Linked DNA regions of Mus musculus: all the other regions are linked to region 1. Evidence: chromatin contacts called from public Hi-C and promoter capture Hi-C data. All regions are on one chromosome and are shown on one strand. The core of a region is the stretch at or near the end of the contact, and the rest is flanking DNA. Distances in the headings are between cores, read along the strand shown. Region 1 holds the start of Cnih1 (cornichon family AMPA receptor auxiliary protein 1). Region 2 holds the start of Tmem260 (transmembrane protein 260). Region 3 holds the start of Txndc16 (thioredoxin domain containing 16). Region 4 holds the start of Ero1a (endoplasmic reticulum oxidoreductase 1 alpha). Region 5 holds the start of Styx (serine/threonine/tyrosine interaction protein). Region 6 holds the start of Gnpnat1 (glucosamine-phosphate N-acetyltransferase 1). Region 7 has its middle 8.3 kb from the start of Gm34250.

What was found. Promoter capture Hi-C pulls out the DNA fragments that hold promoters and counts their contacts. Hi-C and Micro-C count contacts between places; a contact is called where the count stands out from the background. Capture Hi-C pulls out chosen DNA fragments and counts their contacts.
Region 2: a Hi-C map of B cells shows a contact between it and region 1, with 5 read pairs. The contact joins the promoter of Tmem260 here to the promoter of Cnih1 in region 1. A contact is called at or near these places in 1 of 39 promoter capture datasets (pre-B cells) and 1 of 484 Hi-C or Micro-C datasets (B cells).
Region 3: a promoter capture Hi-C map of pre-B cells shows a contact between it and region 1. The contact joins the promoter of Txndc16 here to the promoter of Cnih1 in region 1. A contact is called at or near these places in 7 of 39 promoter capture datasets (the 3T3-L1 cell line, the C10 cell line, cranial neural crest and 3 more).
Region 4: a promoter capture Hi-C map of embryonic stem cells shows a contact between it and region 1, with 2.8 times the contacts expected there. The contact joins the promoter of Ero1a here to the promoter of Cnih1 in region 1. A contact is called at or near these places in 10 of 39 promoter capture datasets (the C10 cell line, the HPC-7 cell line, HPC-7-derived erythroid cells and 6 more), 5 of 115 datasets of contacts at active chromatin or transcription factors (acute myeloid leukemia, astrocytes, embryonic midbrain and 2 more) and 3 of 9 other capture datasets (adipose tissue, embryonic stem cells and liver).
Region 5: a promoter capture Hi-C map of adipose tissue shows a contact between it and region 1, with 8 times the contacts expected there. The contact joins the promoter of Styx here to the promoter of Cnih1 in region 1. A contact is called at or near these places in 13 of 39 promoter capture datasets (3T3-L1-derived adipocytes, the C10 cell line, the HPC-7 cell line and 8 more), 1 of 115 datasets of contacts at active chromatin or transcription factors (astrocytes) and 3 of 9 other capture datasets (adipose tissue, embryonic stem cells and liver).
Region 6: a contact with region 1 is called in a promoter capture Hi-C map of pre-B cells, with 7 times the contacts expected there. The contact joins the promoter of Gnpnat1 here to the promoter of Cnih1 in region 1. A contact is called at or near these places in 3 of 39 promoter capture datasets (the 3T3-L1 cell line, hippocampal neurons and pre-B cells) and 2 of 115 datasets of contacts at active chromatin or transcription factors (large pre-B cells and pro-B cells).
Region 7: a contact with region 1 is called in a promoter capture Hi-C map of cranial neural crest. The contact joins the enhancer-like site here to the promoter of Cnih1 in region 1. A contact is called at or near these places in 6 of 39 promoter capture datasets (the 3T3-L1 cell line, 3T3-L1-derived adipocytes, cranial neural crest and 2 more).

What each region holds. Positions count from the first base shown.
Region 1 is chr14:46,786,727-46,790,025 of GRCm38.p6, reverse strand. Cnih1 (cornichon family AMPA receptor auxiliary protein 1) reads left to right here and starts at 1,669. Exons shown (of 5, transcript NM_009919.2): 1 at 1,669-1,843. The coding sequence starts at 1,763.
Region 2 is chr14:48,444,849-48,448,147 of GRCm38.p6, reverse strand. Tmem260 (transmembrane protein 260) reads right to left here and starts at 1,796. Exons shown (of 16, transcript NM_172600.4): 1 at 1,545-1,796. The coding sequence starts at 1,692.
Region 3 is chr14:45,217,688-45,220,986 of GRCm38.p6, reverse strand. Txndc16 (thioredoxin domain containing 16) reads left to right here and starts at 1,562. Exons shown (of 21, transcript NM_001310534.1): 1 at 1,562-1,770; 2 at 1,938-1,991. It overlaps Gpr137c (G protein-coupled receptor 137C), which reads right to left and starts at 1,270. Exons shown (of 7, transcript NM_027518.2): 1 at 569-1,270. The coding sequence starts at 994.
Region 4 is chr14:45,316,859-45,320,157 of GRCm38.p6, reverse strand. Ero1a (endoplasmic reticulum oxidoreductase 1 alpha) reads left to right here and starts at 1,586. Exons shown (of 16, transcript NM_015774.3): 1 at 1,586-1,781. The coding sequence starts at 1,668.
Region 5 is chr14:45,349,398-45,352,696 of GRCm38.p6, reverse strand. Styx (serine/threonine/tyrosine interaction protein) reads right to left here and starts at 1,511. Exons shown (of 11, transcript NM_019637.3): 1 at 1,168-1,511. The coding sequence starts at 1,224.
Region 6 is chr14:45,387,247-45,390,545 of GRCm38.p6, reverse strand. Gnpnat1 (glucosamine-phosphate N-acetyltransferase 1) reads left to right here and starts at 1,750. Exons shown (of 6, transcript NM_019425.2): 1 at 1,750-1,798.
Region 7 is chr14:45,437,094-45,440,392 of GRCm38.p6, reverse strand. No RefSeq gene overlaps it. Among named protein-coding and RNA genes, the nearest start is that of Gm34250, 8.3 kb to the left of the region's middle. Within about 2 kb of position 1,717, at least 25 of the 459 cell types and tissues checked have an H3K27ac peak or open chromatin away from gene starts, as enhancers often do.

The DNA.
Region 1 (3,299 bases), core at 420-2,919:
TTCAGCTTACACTTCCATACTGTTGCTCACCACCAAGGAAGTCAGCACTGGAACTCAAGCAGGTCAGGAAGCAGGAGCTGATGCAGAGGCCATGGAGGGATGTTCTTTACTGGCTTACTTCCCCTGGCTTGCTCAGCCTGCTCTCTTATAGAATCCAAGACTACCAGCCCAGAGATGGCCCCACCCACAAGGGGCCTCTCCCCCTTGATCACTAATTGAGAAAATGCCTTACAGCTGGATATCTCGTGAAGACATTTTCCCCAACTGAAACTCCTTTCTCTGTGATAACTCCAGCTGTGTCAAGTTGACAGAAAACTAGCCAGTACAAGGGGTTACTGCGTTCAGTGAACCAGGAGGCAGATTTAATAAATCTTAGTAGGTGCAGTCTCTGCAGGGAGCAGTCTTCAGGCAGTGAATAGGGTGGGGCTATGGTAGAGATGGAAATCCACACAGACTAGAGAAAGGTTTTGCTATTTCCTTGAGCCTGGGGTGTAGTGGCATTTGCCATTTTCCCATGACTCTGAGGATTTAGTGCCCAAGCCAAATAGCACACATTCTCCCAGACCCTCACTGCCTCAGAGTTTCTTCCACTCACCACCAAACAGTGGATGTGTGCTCACACAATGAATGTAACTTTAAAATAAATGTTAATCCACTAGAGTGATGCAGAATTTAAAGTTCAATTCCTTAGCCATCTTAGCCACCTTGTATCCACAAGTAGCCAGTGGCTGTATTCCACAAGAGCAAATGTCTACCAATGCAGAAAGTCTCAGACAGGCTGGACATAGCCCTCTAAAACATTCTATTCCGTTTGCTCCAGTGAGCACATTTCAACACAAATTTATCGTGTCTTTCTTGCTTAAAAGCCTTGAAGAGTTTTTCTTCCATCATCAGCATCTAGTAGATGATGAACTGGTTTCTCAGATTGCAGCCAGCATTAAAAATAAAACTGTTTTGTAGAAATTTTACTTTGTTTTTGATTTTTTTTTTCACCACCACTACCTTTCTAATCTGTGGTCTTTATGTTACAGGGTTACACTGAGAAAAACAAAATCTTTGAAATCTTGTGATAAGCAATAAAGTTTGAAAAGCCGGGGGTCTGGGTGTAAGCCTGAGCTCCTGAACTGAGCGTATTTTGCTACTCTGTGGTTTGAGGTCTTAGACCTCTGTCACCCAAGTTCCACTAACAGATCCATTGCTGGTTGCACCCAAGACACAACGTTTTCCTTTCCTTTTTCCCTTTCCACCTCTGCCCTTTGCTCATTTGAGCCGATTTCCTGTATCGCCAGCACTCCCTTCTCTTTTCCTGCACTTATCATAGAAGCCTCAGATTAGCTTCCAGGAGGGCCGGGTGACCTTTCATAGCATGCACAAGTACCAGTTTACAGCGTTATAACAACATTGTTTAGTCGCTCGTTCCTGGAAGTAGATTAAATCCTTTCAATACAGGCACTTTTAAAATCTACTTTTGCATTTCAAACACAAGACTAGTCTCTGGAACAAGCTAGACATTCATTTAATGGCTATCCAAAGAGTAAACTACAGAATGAAGGACAAAATCAACTGTGCAGACAACAGAAGAGCCACGCAAACTCCGACCATCAGGGGGTGCTCGCGCGGGCGGCCCTCTGCGCAAGCGCGCCGGGAGGAGGCCGCGGCGGCAGTGGAGGCTGAGGCCGGGGGAAGTGAATGGTTTTACCCAGAGGGCCGTGCGCCGCCTTTCTCCGCTGGCCCCGGCGCGCCCGGCAGCTCCTCCCCGGCCATGGCGTTCACTTTCGCGGCCTTCTGCTATATGCTGGCGCTGCTGCTCACCGCCGCGCTCATCTTCTTCGCCATCTGGCACGTGAGTAGCCGGGGCAGGGGGAAAGAGGGCGAGCGACGGCGCAGCCTCTTGCAGCTCCCGGCCCGGGGCTGCGTGGGGCCCCAGCTGCCGGCGCGCGCCAGGACGTGGCCTGGCTGCTAGGGCCGTGGACGCTGCGCGCTCCCGGGCCGGGGTCCGGAGGGCATGGCGTGCGGGGTCCCGGTGTCCACGCCGCCGCGTGCGGGCCCAGGCCGCGCTCCGCTATTCGCGAGCAGGGCTGGGCGGGGCGGGCAGGCGGGCGGCTCCGTGTCTACGCCGGGCCCGCGCGCACGGCTTGTCCGCGTCCCCCGTCTCGATGGATGCCCAGTGCGCACCGAGCGGTGACTCTCGGCGTGAAGTTTTCCTAATTTTTATCCTTGAATTACCGATTTCCTTTTAAGGCTTCCTCGGAGCACGGCCAAAATCGGATATTATAAGTTACTTTAGCTCCATTTCCAACTCTGCTTTGCAGCACTCGATGGGCGATTTTCTAGTAGAACACGGTGGTTGAGAGACGAGTTCCTGGTGAACTTTGAGGCAGCTTGGATTGATTACTTCGTTGGCCACATCTCCGAGTTTTCCCCTGAAGTCATACTTTGGATCGCGAGAGCTTTTTCAGGAGACAGCCTCCCAAGCCACCTCTGTGGTATGGGCTGCATGATTTAGTAGAGGGAGTTTTAATTTGATTTTGAAAATCCTCAGAAACTTTTGGCTCCTCATATGTCCTTGCAGGGTGGACGTGCATTCTTACTGTGCTCTGTCCCTGGTGACAGTTCTATTGAGACAGACTTTTGAGTGTCTCTACCGCTTAGCACCACTGAAAGAGCTCTCTGGGAGATCAGCAATTCTCAAAAGTTGAGCTCATTTGTTTCTATCCTCCCAGTACTTTCTGGAATAATGGCATAATTTGAATGATGGGGCGAGTTCAACCTCGTGTAAATACTAAGTCAGGTTTCATCACCATCCTGTGCGTGATTAAATGGCAGCAGATTAAATGGTTGCAGAAGTCTCCGAAGTAGGTAGATAGATACCAAGGGTCCTTCTTGCTAAGGAGTGTGATTGTATTTAGAGCCTATTTGCCTGTGGATGGGGAATGCTGGGGTCCGGTGTTCACTTTGTCAGAAATAACTGCTACTTCACACAACGCTCATTAGTTTTAACTAAGATTGGAAGAGCATCTTCTGCTCTTTGGAGGAAGAACAGGAAGATGGATAGCTTTCGAGCTGGCCCCATTGTTGTTTCCAATGAAAGTGGAGTGTCTGGCTCCTTTCCATCTGTAACTTTAAGTCATTTGCTCTTTTTATAAATGTCCTCTGGAATGGTGGAGATTAGTGGAAGAGAGCTGGGCACTTCCCCACGTTTTCCACATTCTGTGTTTGGCTTAAGAAACAGCCGGGCGTGGTCGCGCAGGCCTTTAATCCCAGCACTCGGGAGGCAGAGGCAGGCGGATTTGAGTTCG
Region 2 (3,299 bases), core at 547-3,046, 1.7 Mb before region 1:
CCCTCACTCACTGTGACTTTGCATGTAGGTTAGCCTTTTCTCATCTACAAAGATATATTACCTACCTTCTAGGACAGCTGGGAGGGTAAAACTCCATAAAAGGCACTTGGAACAATGAGTGCTGTACAGTAAATGCAATGTTATTCTTCTTATCCTGTATTTGTGGCTCAAATAAATTGTTTGATACTTTTTAATGGGTACAGAGCTATGTAACCTCTAAACTCTCCTTTATCAAATCCCTTGCTACCCTAAAACTCCTTCATTTTTTAACATTAATCTTAGGAAATTGGTAACTCCATTCCCAGCTATGCTAATGAAACACCACCCCCACTAAGTGTTCAGTGGAACCGGGAAGAGATGACCTGAAAATGGAGATGGAGGCTTCTCTCCGTGGCAGGCAATCTTGAAGACAGTCCTGGTAATCCCCATCTCAGGGCTTTCTTGCCGTGTAATCCTCTCCCCTTTGAACTGGTCTAGATTTACCGACTCTCTCCAATAAAACAGGGCAGTGGCATATCACTTCCAGGATTAGGTCTCAAAAATGACAGAGGTGACAGAATGCTCTCTTGCTTTTGACAGGAATCAGCTATTTTATGAAGAGAGCCACATGGGATATAGGGCTAGACTTAAGTTTGGAAGTAGATACTCCCTAAACAGGGTCCTGAGAAGTTGCAACCCTGGCCCCCACCTTGTCTTGTGTTAGTGAATCCGGCTAAACTGCACCTAGAGATACTGATCCACAGACAGATGATAAATGCTCCCCCCTGCAGCCACCAAATCCGGGTGAACTTGTCAGGTAGTGAAATTATAAACAGCTCATGGGCTCTTCAGGAAACGGTTTGACTGTTCCATTACAGAACCATTCTGAAAACACGGCTGATTATTATGAGAAATTATTGATCACTTTATCTGGCTGTAAAAACCAAACCAAACCAGGGACTTGTTTCTAGACTCAGATATGTGAAAAGTATGCCCTAGCTTAATCTGTGTGAAACCTGTCTTTCATTTTCACAGGAAGAGGGGTGCTTTCAGTTGCATTCCCTTTTATGAGTTCCCCTCTAAATTTTCTGCATGGCTGGTTCCTTAATATTCAGGTTCTAACTAATACACCTCCAAGGTAGCCTTTCCTGACCTTCTGAGGAATCTACTCATTACCACTCCAACCACATTCTCCCTTAGTGCCTCCGTAACTCACCACTACTTAAAATGTAGTTTATTTAATAACCCGTTGTGTCGTCTCTAAACACAGTAGAACGCTCCATGCTATTTGTTAACTACTGTCAATCTTTTTTTGTCTGTGACACTGTAAGGGCACGACAGGTGATACAGGTAACAACGATCCGGGCAAAGTGGACAGTGGTTAAATTTCATCGGCTGAGCAGCTCGAGAACACAGAGACCAAGATCCAGAACCGGAAAGAGAACTGGTTCTGGAATTCAGAACCGTGCACGGAGCTCCAGCGAGGGGACGCGGGGCCGGGACACCGAGGCGGCGGCACCCGGAGGCAGGGGGGCGGGGAGGAGGGCGGCCTGCGAGTACTTTACCCGAGTCTCCCCCAGGCAGCGAGCGGGGCAGCGTGAGGGTGAACACGGCAGCCACGGAGGCGAACACGGCCACGCTGCCGCGGAGGGCCCCGGAGCGCCACGGCCCCGCTCCGGCTGCCGGGCTCCCGCCGTCGCCATGGAGACCCATGGGCCCGGACGCGCGCAGCTCGCGGACCGTGACCCCTCGCAGCGGTGCGGACCTTCCCTGGCCGAGAGGCGCGCACAGCCCGCGCCGGCTTCCGGTCTAGCAGGGCCGAGCGCACCATACCTTCGCCCGCCAGGTCGGGGAGGAGGAGATGGCGGGCGCACTCCGGCACGGCTTAGGAGTCTTCTGGGGGTCACTGCGCGTGGTACTGTGTCTGCGTCAGTGTGCTTTGAAGTAACGAATCACAAGGGAGCATAATTCCCAACGACATCAATCATGGGCCAGGCCTACTCGCACTATGCAGTCTCTCTCCCCCTTTCCGCACTGACTTGGTCCGTTCCAAAAGAGACGGAAGTGGCGTGGATAACGGTGAGCCAGAAAGCGCTGCTCTGCCCCCTGTGGCGTGGGGTGGAACTGCATAAGAGAGCCCCCTAGAAACCCAACAAGGAAGGGTTCCAACCATGTAGTAAGCCACAAATACATTAATTGCTATTATATTTTTCAGTGGACTCATTGATCGCGGCTATGTATTTATAGAGCCTTGCCTCATTAAAATTAATGTAAATCCATATGCTAATTATTAATTCACTAATTTTAAGATATTAAAATGTGCTAATTAGCCTTTTTTTAACATGAGAACTCAGTAGGTGAGTTGAAATACTTGAGTTAACAAAATTAACTCTTCATGATAAGAGTGTCTCCTACTTAAATGAAGAAGAATGATTTTTGTTTTTTTGTTTTTTTTGCTCTAAAAGTGGAAAATGAAATCAAGAGCCCACATAAATAATGCAAATGGAATGTAGAAAGAGATGGGAGCTACTAGACAATACACAGCACACTGCTGAGAATTGAATCTAGGGCCTCATGCAGGCTAGGCTAGTAAACATTTTAAGCTTGCAGTTTGCATTATTTTAGCAATTATTCAGTCTGGGAAGGGAGCGGGCAACCTCCTTAGAATCTGTGTCAGAATACACGGGAAATGGGCAACATTCACAAATGTGCTATTTGCAGTCTGACAGGAACACTGTGTCCAGGCTGTGAAGTTGATAGGCAGTAATTGTGCCCACCTATCTTAGTCTTTTCCTGGTGTTTATAAAATGCTTTATCATCTGAGCTCCTGGGACACAGGGGTTGGGCAGTGTACTTTCCTTATTGCATGAGAAAACACTATGACCAGTGAAACTTATAGAAGAAGCAGTTTATTTGGGAGAGATTTTCATGGCTGGGAGACATGGTAGCAAGTTCTCCATTGACGTCCATTGAGGAAAATGCTTTTCTTGGTAGCAAGAGATCATGAGAAATACACCTTTCAACTAGACAGCTTGTCCAGGATTATCTTGTATGTATGTGTGTTCATATGTGACAATGTGTGTGTGTGGTGGGGAGGGGAGTTGTCCAAGTCTGTACATGTAGAGACCAGAGGTCAATTTTGGATGTCTTCAACTATAGCTGCCCACCTTGGGTTTTTTTGTTGTTGTTGTTGTTAGTGGTGGTGGTGTTTTTGTTTTTTGTTTTTGACTTGGTTTTGTTTCATTTGGGTTCTTTGTTTTGTTTGTTTGTTTGTTTGTTTGTTTTTTGATAAATTGATTAGCTGGAGCCCATAGAATCCA
Region 3 (3,299 bases), core at 313-2,812, 1.6 Mb after region 1:
CGCAGCATTGGTTATTGATCGTTCACCCCGTCGGGGAAGCGATCGATCAGAATTTGTGCAAGGTGTATCGAGCCACAGTTAAGGAGATGCGGGGGGGGGGGGGGATATAAGCTTCTAATAAAAGAAACGCAGCAACAATAGCGGAGGAACAGCTCTGCCTGGTGACGTAATGGCTGGCAGCGGTCCAGCTTCAGCAGAGCTGCCTCTACTTCAGCATCCAACCTCCCTCAACCCGGTCCAGCCTCGACAGAGCTACCGGAGCTGCTACTTCTTACGATGCTTCTCTGTGGTCGCCACCAACGCCTTACGTGGAGGTCTGGGACATTGAACAAAGGGTGTCCCACTGCCTTAAGTTGTCGGGGCACGCATACTCTCTCTCTCACACTTCTCCAACCCCCTCAGGCACCGAGTCCATCAGCGGCTTAAGTTGAGGGAGAGGGAAAGACAGGAGTGTCTCAGTGTCCCCAGACTGCCCTCCGGCCACCTCCCCCAGCCCCGACCCCTTCCGTCTCGGCAGGAGTGGATCCCGGCGGCCCCGCTCCCCCGCTCGCCGGTCCTCCCGCCTTACCTCTGCCAGGTAGAGGTTGAGGAGACAGAGCGTGGAGAACTGTAGGCAGGAGGGGAAGCAGTAGAGCAGCCAGTGCGGGAAGAAGTGCAGGCGAGAGGGTGGCCGCAGCAGGGGCAGAGAGCCGCTGAGGGAGAAGGCGGCCGAGAAGAGCGTGGTCCTGAGCGCTGCCCACGCGAGACACAGGAAGAGGCAGAGGCTCTGGTAACTGAGCCGCCGCTCGCGGTACAGGAGCAGCCGCCACAGCTGCAGGTAGGCAAAGGCGAAGAGCGCGGCGTAGAGCAGCGCGTGCAGCACGCTCAGCGCCAGCTGCACCGAACCGGGAACCGCGGCGCCCGAGGCCGCGACGGCGCCCCCGCCGGACGTCGAGGGTTCGCGGCCGGCCGTGGGGACCGCGGCGGCCGCCGGCCCGGACACTGATACCCTCATGAGGGGACGCGAGCAGCGGGGAGGGAGCGCGGGAAGGAAGCGGCCCGAGCGCCCCCCGGACCTCCCGCCCGCCCCAGCCTGCGGCCCCGGGCAGCGCCGTGACAGGAGTCGCAGCCCCGCGCGATGGCCGCGGCTGCCCTCGGGCCCGCCTCCCCTTCCCCCCGGGGGGCTCGGTTCCTCGGGCCGCGGCTCGGCTCCGCAGCAGCAGCAAACAACTCTCGGCTGGAGACAATCAGCTGAGAAACCCGAGCTTTTGAGGCGCTCGCTCCGCACTGTGAGCTGCCGGCGATTGGCCCGGGCGGGCGCGCCCTCCGGGCGCCTCACTCGGAATACCACAGGCCTCAGAGCCTGTCACTCCAGAAGCCTTTGATCTGATTGGCCTTCTGCTTTCTCCTCTTTTACCCCCGCCCCTCTTCCCACCCACGCTGCTGATTGGCCCAGCAACTGCAAGACTTCCTCGCGCCGGCGGGAGGACTCCAGATTCTGTCACCTGGGGCTGTTCTCGCTCCGCCCCCTGACCGTCCATTGGTTGGAGGATCTCTTACGTAAGGAGCACGAGGAGCAGGCGGAGCCTCGGGGGTTGTTTTTTCGCCCAAGAGACTGATTTTGCGGAGGCAGTGCCGGCCGTGGGCGGTGAGCTTCTCAGGTAGGCGTAGTTGCTTTGGGAGCCGCCGTAGGGACCAGCCCCTGCCCCGCCTTCTGTCACCATCTCTACTCTGATGGCGGGACGTGCTGTCCTCAGAGACCTTTCATCTCTGCACGAGAATCTCAGGCAGGTGGGTAGCAGCGCGGGCCTCAAGACTTTGCCTGCAGGATTGCATGCACATCAGCACTCGGCAAACGTCCCTCCAGCCAGGTTGCTTGCTGATTCAGTTCACCTGTTTCTGGGGGCACCAAACGACGCTGGTTTTGATTTCATTTCCCCCCCTTTTCTTTTTCTGAGCTGGAGGAAACACGGGGCGAGGAAAGCGAATGAAGCAAAGCGCGAGCGGAAACTGTAAGTAATCAACCCTTTCTTCTCTTGGGAAGAGGTCCTGAAGGATGGTGGTCCTGGGAACAGATGAACGTTGAGGCCTTCTCCAAGGGGAAGGTGATTCTTCGAAACTTGCAATTTAGAAAGCTCTCTTGGGCGCAGGGGTGGGCAGGGGAGGGGTGGGGGGAGCGCGGAGCAGTAACAATGTGGTGATTGTCCAGAATGGAAGAGTTTGTGTGAGATTCTGCTTGTGTGTTGGAACAAGTGGTGCTATTCTCATCAGAGACTGAGAGATACAAAATAAGAGGTATATTTCTGCTTTAAATAAGTGAGGAACGGTTGTATGTTGGCCACTACATGAAGGTTTTTTTTTTTGTTTTTTGTTTTTTGTGTTTTTTTTGTATTTGGTATTTGGTAGCAAATCAGTCAAAGTAATGCAAGATGAGGAAGGATCCTGTGTTCTCAGAGTGAGCCTCTCATTGCAGATTCAGTGCTTCTGTAGACAGCATATTTACTGGAGCATCCAATATCCAGCCTTTCCTAAATACTCCCTCCTTAAGGTCTGCTTAAGAAGATGGCTGTTTCTCAGTCCTCCACCACCAAGTACATGTTACAAAGGGGCTTAAGATCTGTTCTGTACTTATTCTGGTCCAGTAGTTTGCCAGACACCAGACAGTATTACCATCCACAAGTGTAATCATGCACACACATGTACAATAATGATAAAATGAAAAGAAAGCCCTAAGTCTGTGTTTATTCAGTGGTAGGCTCATCAGGAAGACTATAATGAGGCAGGAGACTCTCCAGCATTTAGATGTTGTCTTTTTCTCATTAGCTGTATGGTGGAGGCTATGTTACAGATGTTTAGCCAGATACACATGTGGATGGTCAGCTTTGACTGAAAGGGAAAGGGGAAGTGCAGGATTGATTTTTGGTTCTTGTTTATAATGTTCTGTCTTCCATGATGTTTTACTCAGCACAGGCTAAGCTCGCTGCAAGGTCTTTATACAGATGCGGATCCTTCAGAGAACTTGAGTACACAGCAGTACAGATCAGCAGCCAGCAGGTCTCGTTCTGCGTGCCCTAGAGCATGGTTCTCCATGGTCCTTGACCTTGTCCTGTGACAGGTCCTGCCAGTTTTATCATTATCTTGGCAGGATCTCAAACTGGTTTTGGAGTATATGGGCTTTTGTTTCAAGGCTGAGGTGGTTTGGTCAGCATGCTACTTGGAACAAGGAATAGTTTGGGTGTAAGTTACATTTTATGTTTGCATATTGCCTGTCTTTGCTGGTGCTTCCTGGAATCTGTGTTTGCATACCTTGTTAAATACAA
Region 4 (3,299 bases), core at 337-2,836, 1.5 Mb after region 1:
CAGAGAAGGTTGGAGAGAGGAAAGTTGGTCCAAGGGCACAAAGGTACAGTTAGACTGGAAAAGTAAGTTTCGTTGACCCATGGTATTGCATGGAGGCTGTGGTTTATATACCGTGTACTTGGAAGCTACTAATAGACTGAAGATACTAATAGACTTATTTTTTTAAACATTCTTGTAAGAAAAAGTCAAGCTGGTGAGGTGATGGATATATTAGTGTGATTGAGTCTTCCTACAATGTACATATGGATTGAAAACATATCTTACACACAATTATTAGTGAACTAAAAATAAGACTGGAAGACTGGTTGTGGTGGCAACAGGTGTTTAATCTCAGGTCTAGGGAGGCAGAGGTGAATTGATTTCTGCCTGTTCGAGGCCAGCGTGGTCCACAGTGTAAGTTCCAGACCAGTCAGGAATACACAGTGAGACCCTTCATCAAAATAAAAATGCACTACCCCAAGCTAAACGAGACAACGAAGCCAAGAAAACTGACGACATTGTCAGTTTTATGGAGCCGATGCACCTGTGTACTTCCAAGGCCAAGCTCGGCATTGCAAAGTGAATTGAATGGAAACTTGCTTTTAATCTGGAACAGTGTGAAAAGAACACCAGCAAAAACACCTGTAACAGAGACACTATGATCTGGTTCTAGAAAAGGTAAGTATGAGCTGGAATATAGCTATCGTGAAGACAATATTAGCTTATAAGGCCATATTATCTTACTCTGTGTACAGTGCATGCTATAGATAACAGGCTAAGCAAGGCTTCTCACTGCCTGACTCCAGTTCTTAGCAACAGCTTTCCCCATTTCCACTTATGAAACGAGAGATTGAATAGTCTTTACCACATTGCTCTCTAGCTTGTGAAATATGCCTAATTCGCATAAAATACAGCAAAAAAGGAGTCAATTTTTTATGAACAAATCGGGACTACACATTGAGCTAATATCTTCTCTATGCTAGTTTAATAAAAACATGTTTTTATTATTATATTTAAACATTTATTTATAAAATAGAGCCTAACTCTATAGGGCAGGAAGTATGTAGCTCAAGCTGTCTTTGACATTGAGCAATCCTCTTGCCACAGTCTCTGGAGTGTTGGATTATAGGTGTAAGCCGCGGTGCACAGCCCTTTGGAAACCAATTTCACCTGTTCCCTTTGTAGGATGTAGGAAGGGAAAAACTAGAAAGCCACTGAATCGTGTGTACGGCCGTGCTCCCCGAGATGAACTCCAACATCCTTTTAAAAGGCTTAGGCAGCCAGAGCACGGCGGACACGTAACCCAGGCTCGGGATTTCCTAGTGTTGAGAAAGGATGGGCTGGCTGGCGTGAGCTCCGGGGCGGGGCGGGCAGGACGGCGCAGGCCCCGGGCAGTGTGGCTCGGGGGATACCCCGACCCCGGAAGGACCGCGTCTTTGCGCCGGACGAGCTGCAGGCCAGGTGTACCGGAGGCGGGTGCGTGAGCGGGGCGCGCAGGAAGGCGGCCGCCCGAGGCTCGCGTGGACAGAGGCGCGCGCCGCTGCACGTCCGCAGGGGAGGCGGGAGCGCGGAGGGCGCAGGGCGGAGCGCGGGGCGGGGCCGGCGCAGGCTACTTCAGCGGGCGCGCGGCCTGCGCCGGGGAGCCAAGCACGGCGGCGCGGGTAGAGGGCGGTGGGCGGCGAGCGGCGATGGGCCGCGCCTGGGGCTTGCTCGTTGGACTCCTGGGCGTCGTGTGGCTGCTGCGCTTGGGCCACGGCGAGGAGCGGCGGCCGGAGACAGCGGCACAGCGCTGCTTCTGCCAGGTGAGGCGCGCGGGCGGCCCAGGGGCTGCGCATCTCCGGGCGCCGGCGATCCTGATGCGCGGCCCGCACCGCGTTCCCGATCGCCCCGGGACGGGGCACCCTTCGATGGGCGTGGGCGCCTGGCCAGCTTGTCACACTGCTTCCTTGCATCCTGCCTTGGCTGCTCCGTGTCCACAGGACCGGGGGTTCTGAATGGACCCGGCACCTGGGCACCTCGTGCGAGCGGTGCCGGGGACGTCCCCAGCCTTTCTGTTCCCGATATGGACTCTTGGGGAGACTAGTTGTTCTTTAGGTCTTGTCGTTGTCAAGAGGTTGAATGACCTTGAGGGGCTCTTTGGGTGGCCTGATCTAACTGCCTGGTGTCTTTGCGGCTGTTGTTGTCCTGTGACTTCTCGGCCTGTGTATGGTGCACCTTGCCCCTGAAGCTTATTCTCGTATACTGACACTTCCTTTGCGGAATCCGAGGTAGGCCCTAGCTCTTCTGTATTCAAGTTTGATTATGAGCTGTGATTATTTACTTCTGTAGGAGATGTGGGTTCCGTGAGCAAAACATTCAAAGAATTTTATTTTCTTAGTGTAGCCTGTAAATTTTGTATGAGGCCGTTTAGGCTAGGCGCATTGAAATAACTGTGAATTTCATTTTGCTGTCTTAAGGAAATGCTAACAGCTTGGAAATACCCAGAAGTATCATATTCAGTCGATGTGCTAGTCTCTTAGTGCTTTCTTGTAAAGCCTGGAAGAACTCTCGAATATTAGCGGTTCCCCAGACTTTCTTCTGTTTAAAAGTGTATTAGATCATTTTATTACTGAGATACTTAATATGTAAATTGTATTGTTAAACAGACGTTCACGACCACACCTGGCGCTGGCCAGCACCCTTTCCCCCTCGACTTGTTCATTACTGTTCTTTACGATGTTTAAAATACAGGTTTGTTTTGTGGGTATGTATATTGTACCTGTGAATGTACGCATTGTAGGGGGTGCTTTTAGTCCACAGCTTGCAGGAACCTCTCCCCAACCACCACATGGGACACCGGGATCCACCTCGGGTCCTCAGGCAAATGACCAAGCATTGGCTTTCTTATAGCCCTATAAGCAGTGGCTCTTCTTATAGCCACCTTTTTGGTGGACTTCGATTTCTGAAATTACATCTATAAAAAAATGGAGGGATAGACAGCCAGGTCACTCGTGGGTCTTATTATTTGTGATCAGAAATACGTGTATGCTGCATATGATACTGTAAGATAAGCACTCGAGTGTCAGGAAGAAGGGGTGTTATCTGTTTCATCGCTTTAAACTTTTGGATTTTATTGTTTTGTTGAGTAATTTTGGAGCAGAAGTGAGTTGTTAGAAGTCCAGAAAAAGGCCATTTTTCTATTGATTACAAATTTAAGGTAAACAGTTTCAACATCTAAACACTTGAGATAGGAAGCTTTTAACTAGAGTGTTGAGAAAAGATACTAGGAGTTACACTTTCAAGTATGTTCTCTGGGTAATGGTATTCAAATACTGTTTGAC
Region 5 (3,299 bases), core at 262-2,761, 1.4 Mb after region 1:
GAATCCTTCAAATGACAGTAAGTCACTTGGGAGAACAGGGGACATTCCTGGGTACACAAGACCTTGTCTTACAAAGTTCCAGGACAGCCAGGGCTACAAAGAAACCCTTTCTCAAAAACCCACCATCACAACAAAACAAATACAAAAAAGTGATCTGAATCAAATGAAGACATTCAATAGAATTGAGCATTTGGTATAAAGTCTCCATCTCATCTGTAACTGAGACTGGTCTCAAATTTGCTATAGAACCAAGGCTACAGTGACCCCTCCTTTCTCCTTCCACCTCCCAAGTAGAGGGGTTACAAGTGTGCCAGCCAAGAGTAGTCCCAAATACCTTTAAAACACTGAGAGATTAAGGGGTGTACACCTTCAATCCCAGCATTTGGGGTACAGAAGCAGGTGGATCTCTTTGGGTTTCAGGCCAGCCTCGTCTAGTGAGTTCCAGGACAGCCAGGACTTATATCAAACACACAAGCAAAACTCTAGAATCCTTTTTTGATCCTATTAAGTGTCACAGGTAAGAATCCTTGTCACTAATTTTAGCCTCTGGCAAACTCTAACTTAACAGTTTCTGGTACCATAAAATATTTGCAACAGATGTTAGGTAAAGAAAAAAATCAAGGTGGGGTGAAAAGAACCCTTAAATCATAAATTGGGAGAATTTTGCTCTCGATAGTACAGGCAAGATTTGTTACTAAAAATTTTCAAATTCAAAGAAGCTTAGCTTTTCTACTCCCCCCCCCCCCCCGCCCCACGCTAGTCATCGTTTTTTGTGGGTTTTTTGGTAGTGGTGGTGGTTGGTTTTTGACTTGAGTACTATTAGAGGGGTGCAATTCCAGAGTTCACGCCTCCGATCTATTCCACACGTGGGGCTGGCTATGTGTCCCGCATGTGAATCTAACATCAAGCTCAGATTAAAAACAACTCCACAGCGTGTTGCTCTGGTAAGGAAGAGTCTGTGTTCACGAAAAGCCTCAACGCCGAGGCGAGTGGTCAAGAGTACTCTCCGGGTTGGCTCCTCCGATAGGGTCCCGCGGGAGGAGGACCTCACTGACGCCCCTTCACGCCCAAGGGGAAAGGGAAGAGTCTGGGACAGTTGGGCCAGAGGCGCTGCTTGGCCGGAGACCCGGGGGCTGCCCGCGGCAGGGCGGGCCGCCGGGCACTCACCTCGGCGTCGTCTTTGCACTGCGGGAGCGAGGGGAACTCCAGTTTCACGTCCTCCATGGTCCCAGGGCCCCGGTGGGTGGGCGCGGTGCGCCCGGCCGCCCTCCGGGCTGGCAGAGGCGACAAGGGAAGGAGGGCGGGCGGGCGGGCGAGCGGTGGGGGGGCTGACGCGCGGCAGGCTCACAGCAAGCACTCGCGGACCACAGGATCCAAGCGGCTGCGACAGGAAGGCGGAGGGCAGGGCGGTGCGCTGCCGGCCGCCATGCTGCGGCCGTGTCCCTCCCGCAGGTCTCCGCGCCCCTCAGAGAGCCGGGATCCGACCCAGGCACGAGCCCATAACCGTCTCCTCCCGCCCCAGCCCACGCGGCCCAGCCAATCCCAGCCCACGCTCGCCGACGGCCCGCCCCCGCCGCCAGGTGTCAGCGCGCCTCCGCCCCGCCCGTCCGCGAGCGCGCAGACGCGGGGGGAGGAGCTTCCCGCAGGGCGGAGCTGCGGCCGTAGGGGAGGAGCGGTCGGGGCCAAGGCCTTCCCAAATGGGATGGGAGTCCGTCCCTTCAAAGTGTCCTCCACACTCAGAGGAATGCTGCTCGATCCAATCCGTGGGGGAAGTCATAACCAAACAGGAAGAGTTCAGCTTAAATTCATGTTAGACTACGAAAAAAACAAAAACAAAAAACCCCGAGATACCCATCATCTTTAAACAAAGTAGAAAGTGGCCTCTTAGGTATACTCCGGAGTGTTAACAACTCAAATTATCCAGAAAATTTCAAGAAAATGATTCTTAAAAAAAGTCATCAGAAATGTAAATGATAGTTTACTTACTAAATTGTATTCGGTACTCTTTAAGATTTCTCCGAGCCTATTTTTCAACATAAAAGATGATTGTGTGAGGAGCTGGCGTTAGAGTTAATAATTTTTGAAGAATATACCTTCTTCAGGGTCTCGCTATGTACACCAGGCTGGTCCTCAAATTTACAAGAGTTCTGAGATGAAATGATTAAAGGCCTGGTTTGAACTTCTGAACCACCTTTGGTCTCACTGAAGGAATCACTGAAGGCTGCAAAGTGTGTAACTAAGACTATCACTACTTTTCACTGTATTTTAACACTACTTCCTAGAGACCTCAGGACTGTCATTATCAAAAAAAAAAAAAAAAAAAATCCTTTAAAGTGGAAGGACCGCGTGTTTAACTTGGATTTCCTCTTAACTCTTTTCATGTTGTCATATATGTAATGCATGTTCAATATACAGGATAGCTGTTCAAAAATTAGGTGGCTAATTAGATGGTCTATGCTCTCTAGTGTTACATAAACTATTATCCAGCTTTAAGAATTACAAAAGGCACAGAATACCCTGCTAGTAATTTTTAATTAAAAAATAATCCAATGGCAAGTATTGTGGTAAATGCCTTTAATTCCACCACTCAGGAGAGGCAAGAAAATGTCTGTGAGTTGAGACTGGCCTAACCCACACAGTAAGTGTCCCAGGCCAGCCAGGGGTACATAGTGAGACCTTGTCTCAAAAAGAAAGGGGAAGCTGGGCAGTGGTGGCATACCCTTTTAATTCCAGCACTTGGGAGGCAGAGGCAGGCAGATTTCTGAGTTCGAGGCCAGCCTGGTCTACAGAGTGAGTTCCAGGACAGCCAGGGCTACACAGAGAAACCCTGTCTCGAAAAACCAAAGAGAGAGAGAGAGAGAGAGAGAGAGAGAGAGAAAGGGAGGGAGGGAGGGAGGGAGGGAGGGAGGGAGAGAGAGAGAGAGAGAGAGAGAGAGAGAGAGAGAGAGAGAGAGAAAAGAAGAATTACATACCTAGCTGGATCATTTATGGTTAGTCCTTTGGTATTTATGAAACTGAAGTTTGATGTCTTTATTTAAACAAGAATTAACTATAAATAATCTCAATTTTTAGACATTGACAATTTCCTTATACAACTTTTGATTGCCACATGAAATTAGAATTGTGTACAGGTAACAGAACTTTTGTTTTGAACATTTAACATTCCATAGAGTAGACACTCTCAGCCTGGTATTTACTGGAAGATATTTATAGAATCCACTGGTGAACCTAAGAAATAATAGATCGCTAGAAATCACATATATGTAAAATTACATGTCCATGAACAGACTTTTCCTGGA
Region 6 (3,299 bases), core at 501-3,000, 1.4 Mb after region 1:
GAGTAAGACATGCAGTTAACTAACAGGTTTTGTTGCACTGGAATTTGGGTAGATGTTCCTCATTTCACCATACTGTAGTTTATTCCTTCTACACACACATACATGTACACAAACTAGCATCTTAAGCACATATTACAGGCCAGGATACATGTTGAATGTTTTATTTGTATTGCTTTATTAGACCGTCACAGTGTCAGATTAGGTACCAGATACCACCAAAGATTAGGAAGCTGTGTCACAAATGTTCAAAGCCACAAGTAAAATGGAAGCACAGCAAAGGAAATTCACATAATCCGAAGACATTTCTACCAAGCTGTTAACATAATGTTAATTCTACAGGCGAAGCCATGGGGACACATGACTTTTTATTCTGTATTTCTCTGATGCTGCAAGTTTTAAAATAAGCAAAATAATGTAGTAAGACATTAAAAAACAAATATTTTGGCTGGCGGGATGGCTCAGTGGGTAAGAGCACCCGACTGCTCTTCCAAAGGTCCAGAGTTCAAATCCCAGCAACCACATGGTGGCTCACAACCATCTGTAACAAGAACTGACTCCCTCTTCTGGTGTGTCTGAGGACAGCTACAGTGTACTTACATATAATAAATAAATCTTTAAAAAAAACAAATATTTTAATGAGTTCAGAGATGGAAGTGGTATACGTCTTGGTATATTCAAGACATTTCTTCCTCCTCCCCTATCTATCTATCTATCTATCTATCTATCTATCTATCTATCTATCTAGTGACAGCATTTCTCTACATATTCGGGGCTGTATTTGATCTAATTGTGTAGAACTGTCTTGAACTCACAGAGATGCACAAAGCCTCTGGTCTCTAGTGCTGGAATTAAAGGCATGCACCAAGTACTACACACACACACACACACACACACACACACACTCGCTGTGTGTGTGTGTGTGTGAATGTATGTATGTATGTATGTATATCTCCAAATCTCTGCTTCCTCACTTGTCAGATGACACTAAATGACACTTAAGAGAGAGACACTGGAGGTAGGAACCTTCCCAGGACTGAGATTACAGAACAAGCACAGTATTTGCTGTATACTGTAAGATGCTTTCAGGGCCCTGGCCTCTACCCCACTCTTCACTGCCTGGAGAACGTAGCCACTTCTTGCCCAGAGTAAGCTGAAATGTTCCGGGTGTCATAGGAAGCAAAGGGCTGCAGTGGAAAGCTCAAGAGAGCTCAAGGGTGAGTGGTTCCAGCTCAGTTTCTAGAAGACAGAAGCCCAGCCTTGTCTCAGACATTTGACAATCAGGAGATGTAATCACCAGTCCTGTTAATGGACTGCATGCAAGTGAGGGAGGGGGACGATGGGACTGACAGGGTAGGAGCCTTAGGGCTCGGAGAATGAAAGGAACCCACACCGGTCATCGCGGTAGGCTGCTTATACTCCTATGGCTTTATTTTCAGATAAGGTGTGAGAGCGACGGTGGTACTCTCGTGCAGTGAGCGAAAGGCAAGTCTGGAAGGTAAACTGATGACGCAAGCTTTGCCCCTGGTCTTTGCCCCACGCCCCGCCCCGCCCCGCCCCGCCTCGCCTCCGGAGCCCAGGAGTGGTGTGCGTGGCCGTGCCTCCGCGTGCGCAGCGGTGCGTGAGGGCGGGGCAGGGCAGAGGCGTTGGTCCGGCCACGTTTGGCCTGGCGGTTCCGGCTGCGGCGCGTGGGGGCGCACGGGGGGCGGGGCTGGAGCTGCAGCCGGATCCGGATGCGGCGGCGCTTTGACCCGCAGGGAGACTGACGCGCCGGGACTGGAGCGTGGTCCGCTCCAGTGCGGTGAGGCGGCCTGGGGCTGGGACGCGAGGGCTGGCGGGCTTGGGACCGCAGAGGCTGAGACGCCCTGCCCGGGAGCCGGGCGGCAAAGCTTGATGCCCGGCAGTCTGGCCGGGCAGGGTCTTGGAGGGCCTAGGAGTGTCCGTGGCGTGGGAATGGGGGACGGTCCTCACCTTTTCTGCCGCCGTCCCTATGAAAGGGCGCGAACCCTCGGTTCCCTTTTACGGGTGTAGCGGTCAGAGCCGCTGAAGACAAGCACCGGCTCTGAAGAGCCCCAGCTGCGCAGACTGTATGAAACCTGGGGTGGGGGAACCTAGAACTTGAACCTCTAGAAACACCAACTGTGTGGTTTCTATTATGTGTTAGAGCTAATGTTTATGTAAGGCAAGCATAAAATTTGTTCCTGTAAAAAAATAAATGGGGGTTTGTTTGGGATTAATTAATCCAAGAGTAGGTCTCAGGAAATGGATTCATTAAGGTAGGAATTGTATGATTCAAACAGATTCCATGATGCAAAGATTGTCATCTGTTGACTTTCCTGCAGTAATGCTCTATGGGAAAATGAGAGGATCCTCATTCCAGGCCACTCATTTGTTGATGAGTGTTAACTAACCTTAGGGCTAGTCTTGGAAACTCGGTGCTCCCAACTGTGCAACTAGACTTGGGGCTAATCAGATCGTGTAGATTAAGTACACTAACGGGAAAGACTTCTTGCTTCATGAAATACTACCTTTCATGAAGATACTCGGAGCTGTCTACTTATCTGTCTGTCTACCTGTAACCTATCACAGCGAGTTTGATTTGGCTGCAGATCATGTTTAGAAATGTGTGAATCCTGGTCTTCAATCTTCCTACTTGTTGCTCCGCTGTTTTTCAGGAAGCAGCCGCTCCCCATCTATATCCAGACTCATTCAGAGGCTGGGAAACCAAACTTGAAGTTGGGTGTATGTCTTTTGTCTTCTCACTTGTGGCCATGTGGCAATCTTTTTTTCTACATGACTTTCTGAAATGTGATTTCTAGATAATACCTTACGTCATTCATTATTCATTGACTAGAGGTTCACTGGACTAGGGCTTAGGCAATACTCAAGCATTGTAAACAAATGCTAATTTAGAAGTTAAACCCTACTGGGTAGAGGGGGAGGGGCTTTTAGTTAGAGTTTACAACCAAACTTAGAGAGGAAGTTAGGTGGTGACCTTTAAGTGCTACAGAATGAAGGCTTCTTGTAGTTTTGTTTTGATAAAACAGCCTGTGTAGCAGGGGCTAGCCTTGAACTTGGGTGGGGGGGGGAGTAGTAGAGAGGGGTACCTTAGAACCAGCTTTTTAAAAAAATCTCCATGTTTAATCAACTCCAATAATTAGTTTTAAAGTGTGTGTGTGTTTGAGATAGGTGTGACTGGGTAGCCTGCTGTCCTTGAGTCCCACACAGTCCATGCTTCAGCCTCCCTAGCACTGAATCCAGGTCTTTGCCACCTCACCTGAATTTTTATTAGATTGTAATTA
Region 7 (3,299 bases), core at 468-2,967, 1.3 Mb after region 1:
TTCCATAAACCTGAGGTTTCTACCAAACGGGAAGCTAAAACCAGTGACAGATAAGTTTAGTCTGGCTTGGGGAAAATGGCCGTACTTGACCACGTCTTAGCTTCTGGAGGAGGCAGGGTGCACTTGGTTGCTTCTGGAGAGTTTGACTTTCTTGAGATAGGAGATCGTAATGGAGCCCAGGCTGGCCCCAGCTAGCTCTTACTTCCGTTTCTGCAGTGCTGGAATTAACACGCATGCACCATCACATGCCTTCAATGTGATCATGTTTGCAAACATATTGCCTACACCGTAGCTTCCTCCAAGGTCTAATGGAGGTAGCTCAGTGAACACTAGTCTCTCTCTCTCTCTCTCTCTCTCTCTCTCTCTCTCTCTCTCTCTCTCTCTCTCTCTCTCTCTCTCTCTCTCTCGTGATTATTTTGGAAGCTTAACTCAGGTGACAGTGAGAGTGGGCTAGTCTGAACTCTGAACACGCCTGGCCCACAGGCTGGAGATTCAAGGAAGAGCGGATGCTACGGTGGAGTCCGAGTTCCACAGGGCAGGGTGTCCGTGTTGCAAGTTTGAGTAGGATTCCTTCCACTTCAGAGACCCTCAGACCCTCAGTTCTCCAGTTCTGGCTTTCACTGGACAAGGCCCACCTGACATAAAAGCTTTACTCGGTTTCTACTGACTTAAAAATACTTTCAAAGCAACGCCATGTTTAACCAAACAGCTGAGAGCCTTGGAAAATTAACCCCAGGGGTCCTGATTAAGGCACTGTGGGAAATGAGGCTAACCTTCCAGTCGGCCTTAAGGAAGAGTGAGCGCCAGAGATGAAGCCTATACGAGGCACCCGGGAAATAACCACAGAAACGCATAAAATGTCGTGATTGTAAGCTCTTTACCAAGGGGCTAAGCACTGCAGGACAGAGCAAGTGAGAAGACTCGGAAAAGAACATGGCTACCACAAAGGAGTGGGGTGGACTGAAGGGTAAGGCTTCCCTAAAGAAGAAGGGCAAGGCTCTTCCAGATGAATTCGGTTAATTCTTTTGTCACTTAAAAAAAACAAAACAAGCCGGGTGTGGTGGCGCACGCCTTTAATCCCAGCACTTGGGAGGCAGAGGCAGGTGGATTTCTGAGTTCGAGGCCAGCCTGGTCTACAAAATGAGTTCCAGGACAGCCAGGGCTACACAGAGAAACCCTGTCTCAAAAAACCAAACCAAACCAAACCAAAACAAAACAAAACAAGGGCATAAAGGGGCCTCTCAGCAGGTGACATTGTCTACAGACTTTATGCCCTGCTTGAATGAGCGACCTTAGTTAATAAATCTTTACAACAGAGCCTTCCTACTATAAAGAACCACAGACTTGAAAGCCTGGTTTACAGTTGTCTAATTGTCTTAATTATTTAAACATGTGGGAAACTTTTTGCCTTGAAGATGATTACCACATTAATTCAGTTTTGTTAATATTTTTTTTCCACAATAAAAGTTTTCAGACCTTTGAAATTTTATTGGTGACCTATTATTTTATGGCTTTGCGTGGCTTTCTTGATCGGCAACTTGAGCCCGATTTAAGAAGAGGATCCAACCAACACTGCTAATTAGCAGGAAAGGTACGGGTTGACATTATTCCAGCTTACTTAAGTGCAGCTCTGGGAGATAATGACTCCCAGATGGACAGGAAATTGCCGCTAGAACAGCGGAGTTGGAAGAAGTTGGGCCAGTGATGGAAGCTGCTCACACCCAGAAGAACACGATGCACCTCAAGTGGTGCTTTTAAACTCAATCTTAGAACGACAGGGAATATGCTGGAACCATAAGCCCCTGAATTTTAAGTTGTCAAAATTAACAGCCCTTCCAGAGGAGAGGCAAGACTGTGTAGCATCACGGGAGACATCAGATTATTTTTAAAATCTGAAGCAATGTAATGAGTCAAAGGGGCACACTGAGCAGTCTCATGGCTTACGTGTGCAATGCACAAATGGAAAAAGCCTGTGCTACCCTGTGACTTTTTTGAAAGCGTTCGCTCATTCGCCAGTCATTTATTACGTGTCCTATCATTGCTAAACTTCGTGTCTGCTGTGCGCATGGGGGCGGGGGTGGTACACAGCGCAGAGGTCAGAGGACAACTTTCAAGAGTTGGTTCTCTTCTTGTACCAGGCGGCTTCCAGGGATTGTACTCAGGTCCACAGGCTCGTTGGAAAGTGCTCTTACCTGCTGAGCCATCTCTCCAGCCAGCTGCTAACTCTTAAGAGTCTGCTGAGACTGGGCCTTGGCGCTTACTACCTCAGTGGCCAGTAGGGACAGGTTTCCACTTCGTGTCTTCCAAGTGACAGATCTGGAATCACAGGCAGATTTCGGGGACTTGTTCAACTGCGGAGACCACTTCTGATTGTCAACATTCCTGTGAGAATTGCATTCCCCTCAGCTCTTCTAATGCCATTTTACCTAGCTCCCCTTTCTCTGGTTTCTCTCTGCCCATCGCAACTCAAGGTTAGGATTTCTGGGTCCTCCTTTGATAGACATCTCCATCTCTCCGAGGAGGAGAGTCAATGTCATGACATCACCGGCCACTAGAGACGGAAAAATGTCGTTCAAATCCCTTCTCAGCTCCATCTCTGCCAGCTGCCCAGGGAGGCTGAGATTCCCTGTTTCAGATGTGTCTTGACAGTCTCAAAGGCACCTCAGCCGCACCATCTCAAAGTAGAACTTTGTCTCTCTCTCTCTCTCTCTCTCTCTCTCTCTCTCTCCCCCCCCCCTCACCTCCATGAGCGTTAGAATACACACAGTTCTGGAAGCCCTGCCAGTGACCCCTCCATCACTGTCAGAGCCAACACCACAAATACTTAAGTGGCCACAAAATCACTTCAATCTCCTTTTGAAAAGGTCCCTTGGGCTTGAGGGTGCCCATCCCTCCCTATCCTGTGCCTTAGTTCAAGACCTCGCCCTGACATCTGGATTATCCCTATCTTCTGACTCTGCTACAGTGTGGCTGGCCTCTTCCAGCTGGGCCTTTTCTGAAGTGTAATTGCTTTTACAAGTTCCCAGCCACTGTCAGGTTTAAGTTCTAATACATGGGTAAAAAAATGCTGCACAGAGATGTGGGTGGGTGCAAATATGTGCCTAATACATGCATGACCTCCACTGTGCCTTTCCGGGGAAGATTATATGAAGTTCAGGTGTGGAAACTCTGGAGTCTTCAGACCTGGATTCATATTTCAAGTTTGTAACTTGCTAGAGTGGCCTAGCTGTAGAACAGGATTCCAGAGATGACAGTTAGCCCAGAAAGGACAGTCTGTCTCACCTTGGGCAAATGATTGT